Regions from separate parts of the Rattus norvegicus genome. Here region 2 is linked to region 1. The links are chromatin contacts, called in public Hi-C maps. All regions are on one chromosome and are shown on one strand. Each heading gives the region's core, a stretch centred on a gene start, on an enhancer-like site or on the middle of the called end of the contact. The rest is flanking DNA. Distances are from core to core; before and after follow the strand shown.

Region 1 (4,871 bases), core at 1,961-4,460:
GCAAGATCCCACCCTGCTAAGCTTATTGTTTATGTATTTGCAGTTGAACAAGGGACTTAGTTATCGTTCTCACTGGGCTTTTAATCTGAAAGGAACTCTGATTTGGAAATTGAGAGTGCAACTGTGATCCGGATCTTGAGGAATAGTGGCCATGAAAAGCTTAGGCCCGGGCACAGTGGTACACACCTTTAGTCCCAGGAGACAGAGGCAAGCAGATCTCTGAGTTCAAGGTCTGGAACTACAGAGCAAGTTCCAGGACAGCTAAGTTTAGGCAGTGAAGGAGTTGGAAAACAGAAAGCTGGTGATAATGTAATAGAACAAGGGGGGCCATGTTCTAGCTCCAGTAAGCAGCAGAACTTGGCAACTTTGGCTATATGGCTCTGGTTTTAGAATCAAGAGTAGAAGAAGACTACTGGGACAAATGCTGGTTAACTGGAGCTAAGAAATTGGTGATGATTAAGGAGAGACTGATTTCACTGAGGTGAAATCTTCTGGAAGTGTTTTCTGAGAGCACAAAACTGTGTCCCAGAGATAGCCAAGGTTGTATAAGAATCACCCAAGTCTTTCTGGTTTTGAAGGCACGAAGGGATCATGGAGAGGAGCTGAGGCTTGGCACTGTGAGAGGTCAGGGAAGGCCATTGGTGAAAGTACAGCCTCAGTTGCAGTTGACGGCCCAGGACTGAAGGGGTCATGCAAAAAAGTTGAGATTTGGCACCATGAAGAGAGCCTTTTGAGAGGCTATTGGCGAAGCCTAGTTGCAGTGAGAACCCCCAGCATGTTAGCAATGCCAGTACCGTGGGAGGAGCACTAGAAACAGCAGCAGCTGTGGAGTGGAGCCAACCAGAGCCTAGAGTGCTACAGAGGGCAGAGCTGGAGAAGTGATGCCAGTCCTTTTGAGAGGTCCAAAAGATCATGTGTGGGTCCCGGACATTAGAACAAGAAGCTGTGATGTTGAAGTTGTCTTGGAGACCCTGAGATGTTAGGGATGCCAGAGTCATGGGTTATCTGCCGAGGAAAGTTGCTAACAGGGAGTAGAACCAGCCCAGCCCAGGAGAAGTTTGTCGTAGTCAATTGGAGATCTGGAGAGCGCTTTGGCATCAGACATGGAGATGGCAGAGTTTGAAGCTTGCCCGGCTGGATTTTGGTCTTGCTCGGTCCAGTATTTTCTCACTGTGATGTTTTGGAATGGTAATGTATATCCTATGGTGTTTAAGGTAATGTGATCTGCTTTCTGATTTTTACTTTATAGGAGATTACAGTTAAGTGATTGAATGAATCTCAGAAAATACTTTGAACTTTAGACTTTTAACAATGTTGAAACTATTATAGACTATGAGACTTTTGAAGTTAGACTAATGTATTTTGCATTATGCTGTGGCTAGGAATGGCCTCCATAGACAGGTTTGACCTAGCCTATAAGGGCCAGAGAGTGGAATGTGGTGATTTGAATCTGCTTGTCCCAGGAGGTGTGGCCTTGTTGGGGTTGGTGTGACCTTATTGGAGGAAGCGCCACTTTAGGAGGTAAGCTTTAAGACCCTCCTCCTAGCCATGTGGGAGCTAGTCTTCTGTTTGCCTTCGGAACAAGATGTAGAACTCTCAGCTCCTCCAGCACCGTGCCTGCCTGGACACTGCCATGCTGTCCGTCATGATGATAATGAACTGGAGGAAACCATAAGCTGGCCCCAATTAAATGTTGTCCTTTATAAGAGATGCCTTGGTCACAATGTCTCCTCTCAGCCATAGAAACCCTAAGACAGAAGTGAACGGGGGAAGGGAGGAGAGGGGAGGGGAGAAAATAGGAGGGGAAGGGATGGAAAGAGAACAGAAAAGGAAATAAAGAAGAAAAATCTTTGCGTCGGCAGACCAGGCATGCTATAGAAGCTCAGAGGGAAAGGAGAGTTCTTGCAGCTGGAGTAAGGGGATTGAGTCTAGAATCAAGGGTCCCAGAGGTTAGGATCTGGATGCCTTGGTAAGGAAGAGAAAGGATCTCAGAGAGGGTCTGAGGGTTCCGTGTTGCACAGGACAGATCCTTTCAGTTCTGAGTTGTACATCAGCATCAACTGAATTGCGTCTACTAAAACTCAGCATGAACTTGGCATGGTGGCTCACACCTGTAGTCTTGGTACTCAAGAAACCGAGGCTGGAGGATTGCCATGAGTCGAAGGCCAATCTTGTTATATAGTGAGTTCCAGACCAGGTTTAGCTATGGTCAGAGCCTGTTGCAAAGCAAGACTGAAATCTCAAGGTGTGGTGGACGCCACCGTCATCCTGGCACTTGGGAGGTAGAAGGGGGAGGATGGAGAGAGTTCAAGGCCAGATTCAGTTTAAGGCCCTGTTTCAAATAAAAATAAACCTGGTGGTGAATGTCTCCCAGATTTCCAGACAGTGGTCCTTTAAAATGGCCACTCTGTGCATCATGGCCTCTTCAGGAATGGTCTAAAGTTAGAAAGTCCAACACAGTAGCTACTTACTACATGAGGCTTTTGAGCCCTCATAATGGAAATGGTACAACTTAAGTTGTTATATTTCATTTTAATGCATTTACATTTTAAGAACAATATGTTCTTCAAGTGGTTGTTGGGGGAGGGGCTCTGCTGTCACCCAGCATTGGGTAAGAATTCACTGGTATTGCTATTTCGAATGGGGGGGGGGGGTGTTAGAACATTTTAAGATTTATGGGACTCACAACTGTAATTCTCTTTCACAGCAGTGGGCAAGCCTCCCAAGCCACTGTGATCTGTTTGGTGCCATATGCCAACCATCCCTAGCCTTCAGATTTATGTTTGAATGAACTCCCCAGGTCTTTTTTTATACACAATAAGTACGGATTGATAGACCTCAGGAGGAGAGAAGAGGGTGAGAAGCCATGGCAGGTGACGTTAAGATTCTGCTCTATGTATTTACAGGTTGTTATTAATGCTCCTAAGGGATGGATGGTACTGGGCTTTGTATGTTTAATTGGGCAATTATATCTTATCAATTGGGTCAAAAAAAAAAAAAACCTCAGGAGACATCTGGCTTCTGAGAGGTACTGAGGGTGCCCTTCTCCCAGCCTGGTCTTTCTAGGGTTGGGAGGGGAGTGGGTGGGGCATCCAGGGGAGAGAACCCTGCCTGCTACTATGACATCACAGAGTGACATCATAGTAACCCGTGCCCTACCCAAGCTGATGTCCTGACTGAAGGCATTCATCCTCGCTCAGCTCTCCACACACCACCTTACCCCTCTGCTGGCAAGAGGGGGGCCTGGTGCATCCTCTCCCTCAACATCTGAGCCACGAAACTAATTAAGACCTGTCGGAGCAGAAACTGAGACACCTGTTTCAGAACCTCAACAGTGAATGAGCGACTCCTGTCAGCTGACTCAAAATGTTTGTCTCACCCAGGAGGTAGGTACACAGCTTTTGGAAATGTTGTGAAAACTGATTAATTCACTATTTTGAGCCTGATCTCTAGTGGCATGAACTCACACACACACACACACACACACACACACACACACACACACACACGGGGGGGGGGGGGAGTAATATATGGTTACGGCGCAGTGAACGAGTGTGTTCAGAAGGCCAAGCTAGCCTAAGACAGGAGCATCTGTGAGACTGGGGCAGAGCTCAAAACCGAGAAGAGCCGGCAGTGTGGGCTAAGGCAGCTTCCCCAAGTTCATATAGAAGACCCAAAAGTACCCGATATCAACCATCAACTGGGGGAGCCCTTACACATATGAACGTGAGAGCAGAAGCCAGTCAGAGCTTGAAATTTTATTATCTTTTAGGATTGGTTCTCTAGAGAAGGGGCAGGCTTACAGGGAAGTCTGTTGACATGGAGCTAAGAAATAGAAAGCCCAGAATACTTGAACCCTCGCTTCATTCTGGAGGCCCTTCCCTGATGCCACCCGAAATCTGCAGCTTTTGTTAAAAGTGTCTGCCTGCCCTTTGTTGTGTGGGCACGTTCCTTCAAAAGCAATGAGCCTTCTAGGGTTGCAGGACTGAATGCCGACTGCCATGTCTACATTTGTGATCTCGTGCAAATCAAAGACCGGATTCAAGCGGTACAATGGAGACGCCTCTGTATCTGGTAGGGTACAGGGGCCTAGGGAGCGGTTAGCGAACTGTCTAGCCCCTGGCCCGGTAGTATGGGATGCTTTTTCCTTAGATTCCGCTTTCCTTCCACCTCTTTAGATCTTCAGGTCAAAACTGTAGAGGACCCCCCTCCTCCCCCGTCAGTCCTTGGGGAAGCAGGTAGGTAACCACTAGACCTCAGATGTGTTGAGGGGTTCATGTTCTCACCTCTCCTATCTACAAAACGAGGCAGGCCTACTTTACCCCTTCTTCAGAAAGGACCTAGAGAACCGCATTTTGGGGGGAACAGGGAAATGCTTGATTTGAAATTTGACAGCAAGCAGGACACTTGTCCCACCTGGTGTGAGGAATTTACCCCAGGATCCGGTCTCTCCCCTGGGCGGGTCCTTGCCTGCCGGGTAGGCCGACCGACGCAGGACCCACCCCAGGAAGAGAAAGAGGAAGAAACCTCGTGGTTCCTTGCCACACCCGTCCTAGAAGTCATAAGCGCGGGCTGCGCAAGGGCGGGGCACTGCGAAACAATTCAAAACACGTCCTGGTGCGTCGCCGTGGCAACCACGCCCGCTGCTAGGCAACTGGGGCGCCGTAGTAAACACCGACTGGAGGGTTACTCATGGGGAAGCGTGGAGAAATCTCCTCTGGCTCAGGCACCGAGACAGAGAGGGTGAAGATGAGGGGAGAAAGGGAAGGAAAACATGCAACGAAGGAATGCACGCTAGGGTGGGAAAGGGCGAGCTTGTACTCTAGGGAAAGCTACGTTCCTGGCACCCCTCTTCATCATTGAATCCCTCA
Region 2 (4,295 bases), core at 1,788-4,287, 1.1 Mb before region 1:
ATGTGCATGCGTGTGTGTGTGTGTGTGTGTGTGCTTATATGTGCGCGCGTGTGTGTGCATGTGTGTGTGTGTGTGTGTGTGTGTGTGTGTGCGCACATATGTAAGCTGACCGTGAATATAAAATCTTCTTGCTTTGGGCTCCAGTGACAGGATTATTAGTCTGTGCCAGGATAGCCCACTCAAAAGGCAATCATTCTGATGAAATTCGGACCCATTTCACTTATGCAAACAATAATTCACCCTGCCAACAGAAAAGGACTTCAGCGCTCACTGTTCAGCTCCGTTCTTTTATAGATGAGGCCTCTCAAGGTCTGCAAGGTGAAGTCGCTTTACCACTATGCTTTCAAATCCCCGAGTTAGAGGCAGGCACAGTGGATATTTGTCATTCCAGCAACTGGGAGGGAAAGGCAGGAGGAGGCAGGCCTGGACCATGTGAGACCCTGTCTCAGAAAACCAAGAATAAATAAACATTAATTAAAATGAAATCCCTGTGGTGTGTGGCAATGTGATTGGCTGTAAAAAACATGCCCTTGCTTCTTTGTCATTTAGGAGAGACACTCCATGGCGATAAGACCTGTCTGTTTCTCTTTTTCTTCACAACGGTGGCAAGGTGAAAATGGTCTGTCATCAAGTTTAATACCTGGATGGTTGTTTAGGCTTTGGGGGAGGTGTGGGCAGGGCTCCTGAATGGATACAGATGAGTTCATCATTTGCTTTGTGCTCTGTACCAGAGAATCTTGGTTTTGCAACATCTTGACACTGGCTAGCAGGTGTTACTGTTTCTATGGGACTCAGACATGGCCAGGATTGTTAGCAGATATGTAAGGCGACTGTCAGTACACAACACAGTTCTGTGCAGGGGACTTGGCTGTTGCACTTGTCCCTGTGATGGTTAATCCTGTCCTCCTGATTGGAATCTCAGGCAAGACAAGTCCGTATTTAGGGATTGTCTCCATGTTGTTAATTGCACTGGGGAGGCCCACCTTAAATGTGGGAGGTGCCCTCCCATGGAATGGGGTCCCAGGAAACTTGAACACCAGCCCCATTGCTCTCTGCTTCCTGCTTGTGGGTGCAGTGCTGCCACGCCTTCCCCCATGATGGACTGTATCCCTTCAAATGGTGAGTCTTTCTCCACCACAAGGAACCGTGGGCCCTTGAATGGTGAGCCAGAATAATTCTTCAAGTTGCTTTTGCAGCTCTTTGGTCACAGCAGTGCATAACGTAATCAATGGCCTACACCATTGCCATCAGCAGGGTGAAAAAAAAAATTATCAGAGCGTGAGCTAGAGAACCCAGAGCCAGTTCCCAAGCTAGTGTGTCTTTCTGAAGCTCAGTTTTCTTACCTGTAAAATGGAAATAAAAAATAACACCGTTCTCTGCAGTTGTTTTGGGAATCGAGACAGAAAACGGAATACAAATCTTTTGTTAATGTGGAGAGGTTTACAAATATTGGTGGTTGCTAAGATCTACCTGGGTTGCTAGGGGGTCACTCCGTGCATTATAAATCTATTAAATATCAACGCTCCGCAACTTGGAAGCTTTGGGGGGGGGGGCTCCTGGAGAGGGACAGAGGTCCTGTTCTCCACGCTGGAGTCTTATCCTGAATCATAACCATTGTTATTTAGAACTAACAGACTGAATAAGCCTAGTCTTTTAGAAACATCCCCCACTTTGTAAACGCAGCATCAGTGGCTAAAAGTCCTTTCGCCCGTGGAGAGATACAAGGTTTGCTCACTTCTTCGCCTGAGCGTTTGAAGGGTCAGTTTTGAGAATCTGAAAGGCTTTGCAGCAGGAACACAGATCCCATCCCAATGCACTGATTAGCAAAACCCGTTCACTCCTGTGGCTCGAAGGATAAGCCCAAATGTCATACCAGAAATCTTTCTCTCATTCAAGCGCACTATAAATAGGCAAATGAATTTAGAAACCAAACCCTTATTATTGGTGCTCCCAGCCCTCCCGGAGTGGTTCCTCACCGCCCACCCCCACCCCCAGTCCTTTTGCACACGCCCACCTCTCACCTTGACCCCAAACTGCCACCTCCATTAAACATTGACCTCTTCTTCCTCCCAGAGAGGACTAATTGTTTTCTCTGTATGTATCTGTCTGTCTGTCTGTCTCCATCTCTCTTTCTCAGGATACTCCCCCATAGTTCCATCTTCCTTCTGCTTTCTGTGAGACTTGGCCTTGCCAGGAGTCTGTAAGTATTTCCGGCACCCGTCAGAGGTTGCGTATCCATATCCCGTGGCCCAGTGCGGGATGGGCCCACAGTGGCGTAGTTGACCTGCGTTTCCACAGGGAGTGTTTGTTGAAAACCGGCGCCAAGACGCACCAACGAGAGGAATGGGAATTTGCTTATCTTGCGCTTTCAGGTGCGTTTTCAATTCGCCCACAGGCCCCAGAACCTGGAACCATCTTCTTGCCCTCTCTCTGAGCTTAAAATCATCTCTCCAGCCATAGCCATTAGTTATGAATTAGGCTACAAGGCCAGCCTCTTTTTAAACCGCCCCCTTTTCAAGGGGCGCTTCACAGCACTGCCCAATTAGCTAGCAAGCTAGGCTGTGCTGTAGCTCCACTTGTAAATGCTCGCTTAGTCTGTGAGGGGCTGTGGAGTTTAATCCCCATCACAAGTGATGGGTTTGTTCTTCTTTTACCACGTGGGTGCTGGGGACTGAACTCGGGCCTTCAGGCTTGGTGGTGGGCAGCCCGACCTGCTGAGCCCATGTTTTTATTTTTAAAATAAGGCTCTTGCTTTGTAGCATAGGTTGGCTTGAAACCCACAATCCTCCAGCCTCAGCCTCCTGAGTATTGGGCCTAGAGGCCTGCACTACACCTGTCTACTTGTAATCTTTGTTTAAATCACAGTGAGGAAAGTGTGTGTGTGGGGGGGACCAAACCAATTAAAGAAAAAGAACCAGAGACGAAAAGAGGACACAGAAAGCCAGTTTGGAGGAACAGTGAACTTCAGCGAACCTCAGGGCAGGACTTCCTCCCAGACATTCCCTCTCCACTGTGCCTTTACGTAATGAGAACAGGCTAATACTGGGTAGTCAGAAAAATATCACTCAACATCCGACTAAAGCTAAGTAACCGCAAAGATGTATCTAGTCCCTCGGCAAGCTACCGACGTTGCATAGCAACAACTGCCTGGTTTTATTTCTGTCACAGGATTGCCATAAGGAAGCTTTGAAATTAAGTTTCTTTTCTTTCTTTTTCTTCTTCTTTTTTTTTTTCTTTTTTAAACAAACAAGGTAGCATACCTCACTGTACAAGTCACCTTGTAAAATTAACCAGGCGGCCTCAAAAAAGGAGAGGTAGCCAGGGTTAACCCAGGGGAGGGAAACTGGTGTTAGTGATCTCTCCGACCTGTTTTCTGGCAATGCTGGCAGTAACCATCAAGTGGGTTTTACTCGTTTTCTTCAGACGGAGAAACACCAGAATCCCTCAGCCAAGGTCACAGAGCTAAGGCAGGTAGAGTTAGGACTGGAACCATTTCCACCCCCTCCCCACTGCCATCTTTGTTTGTCTGGCCTGAAATCCAGTGGTGCCTCAGACATCTATATCATGGCGACATGTGGACCTGTAGTGAGCCGGGGCAACAACTCCCACCCCTTCTGAGGTGTCGAGAAGTCTTAGCTGGACATGGTAGCACATACCTATAATCCCAGCATCAGAGACTCTGGAGCAGGAGGATTGCCATAAGTTTGAGGTCAGCTTGGGCTACATAGTCAAGATTAAATTAAATTAAAGGGGGTTGGGGAGTGGGGAGACGGTTCAGCCAGTAAAATATGTCTATGACAGGCTAGTTGTTCATTTTAAAGTGTGTGTGTGAGCATGTGAGAGTATGTGAGTGTGTGTGTGTGAGCATGTGAGAGTATGTGTGTGTGTGTGAGCATGTGAGAGTGTGTGAGTGTGTGTGTGTGTTGTTCTTATTTAATGTGTGTACAGGTCTTCATCCATGTGTATACACTTGTGTGCAGAAGCTACAGGTTGAAATCATGTCTTCCTTTGTCTCTTACCTTTACTTTGAAAAATATTTATTTTTATTATTTTTAATTATGTATGTGCTTGTGTGTCTGTGTGGGGGTTGTGCACTGCATGTCCCTGGAGCTGGAGTTACAGGTTATGGTAAGCTGGCCACTGTGGGTGCTTGGAACCGAACTCAGGTCTTTTGGAAGTCCTCTTAACTGGTGAGCCATTGCTCCAGCCTATCCCACTTACTTTTTTTGCCTGGCCACAAAGCTCCTCCTGTCTCCATCTCTACATCAGGCATGGGTGTGGGGAGAGAGTGGGGG

The links. A called contact is a pair of places that touch in the nucleus more often than the background predicts.
Region 2: a Hi-C map of the A7r5 cell line shows a contact between it and region 1, with 3 times the contacts expected there. The contact joins the enhancer-like site here to the promoter of Gsg1 in region 1. A contact is called at or near these places in 2 of 12 Hi-C or Micro-C datasets (the A7r5 cell line and Schwann cells).

Annotation. Positions count from the first base shown.
Region 1 is chr4:169,836,718-169,841,588 of GRCr8, reverse strand. Gsg1 (germ cell associated 1) reads left to right here and starts at 3,210. Exons shown (of 6, transcript NM_001013166.1): 1 at 3,210-3,386. The coding sequence starts at 3,339. It also overlaps a transcript of Fam234b not described here.
Region 2 is chr4:170,946,268-170,950,562 of GRCr8, reverse strand. No RefSeq gene overlaps it. Among named protein-coding and RNA genes, the nearest start is that of Rnu2-63, 49 kb to the right of the region's middle. Within about 2 kb of position 3,037, at least 9 of the 93 cell types and tissues checked have an H3K27ac peak or open chromatin away from gene starts, as enhancers often do. A contact at or near this core is called in the A7r5 cell line, where this site is marked.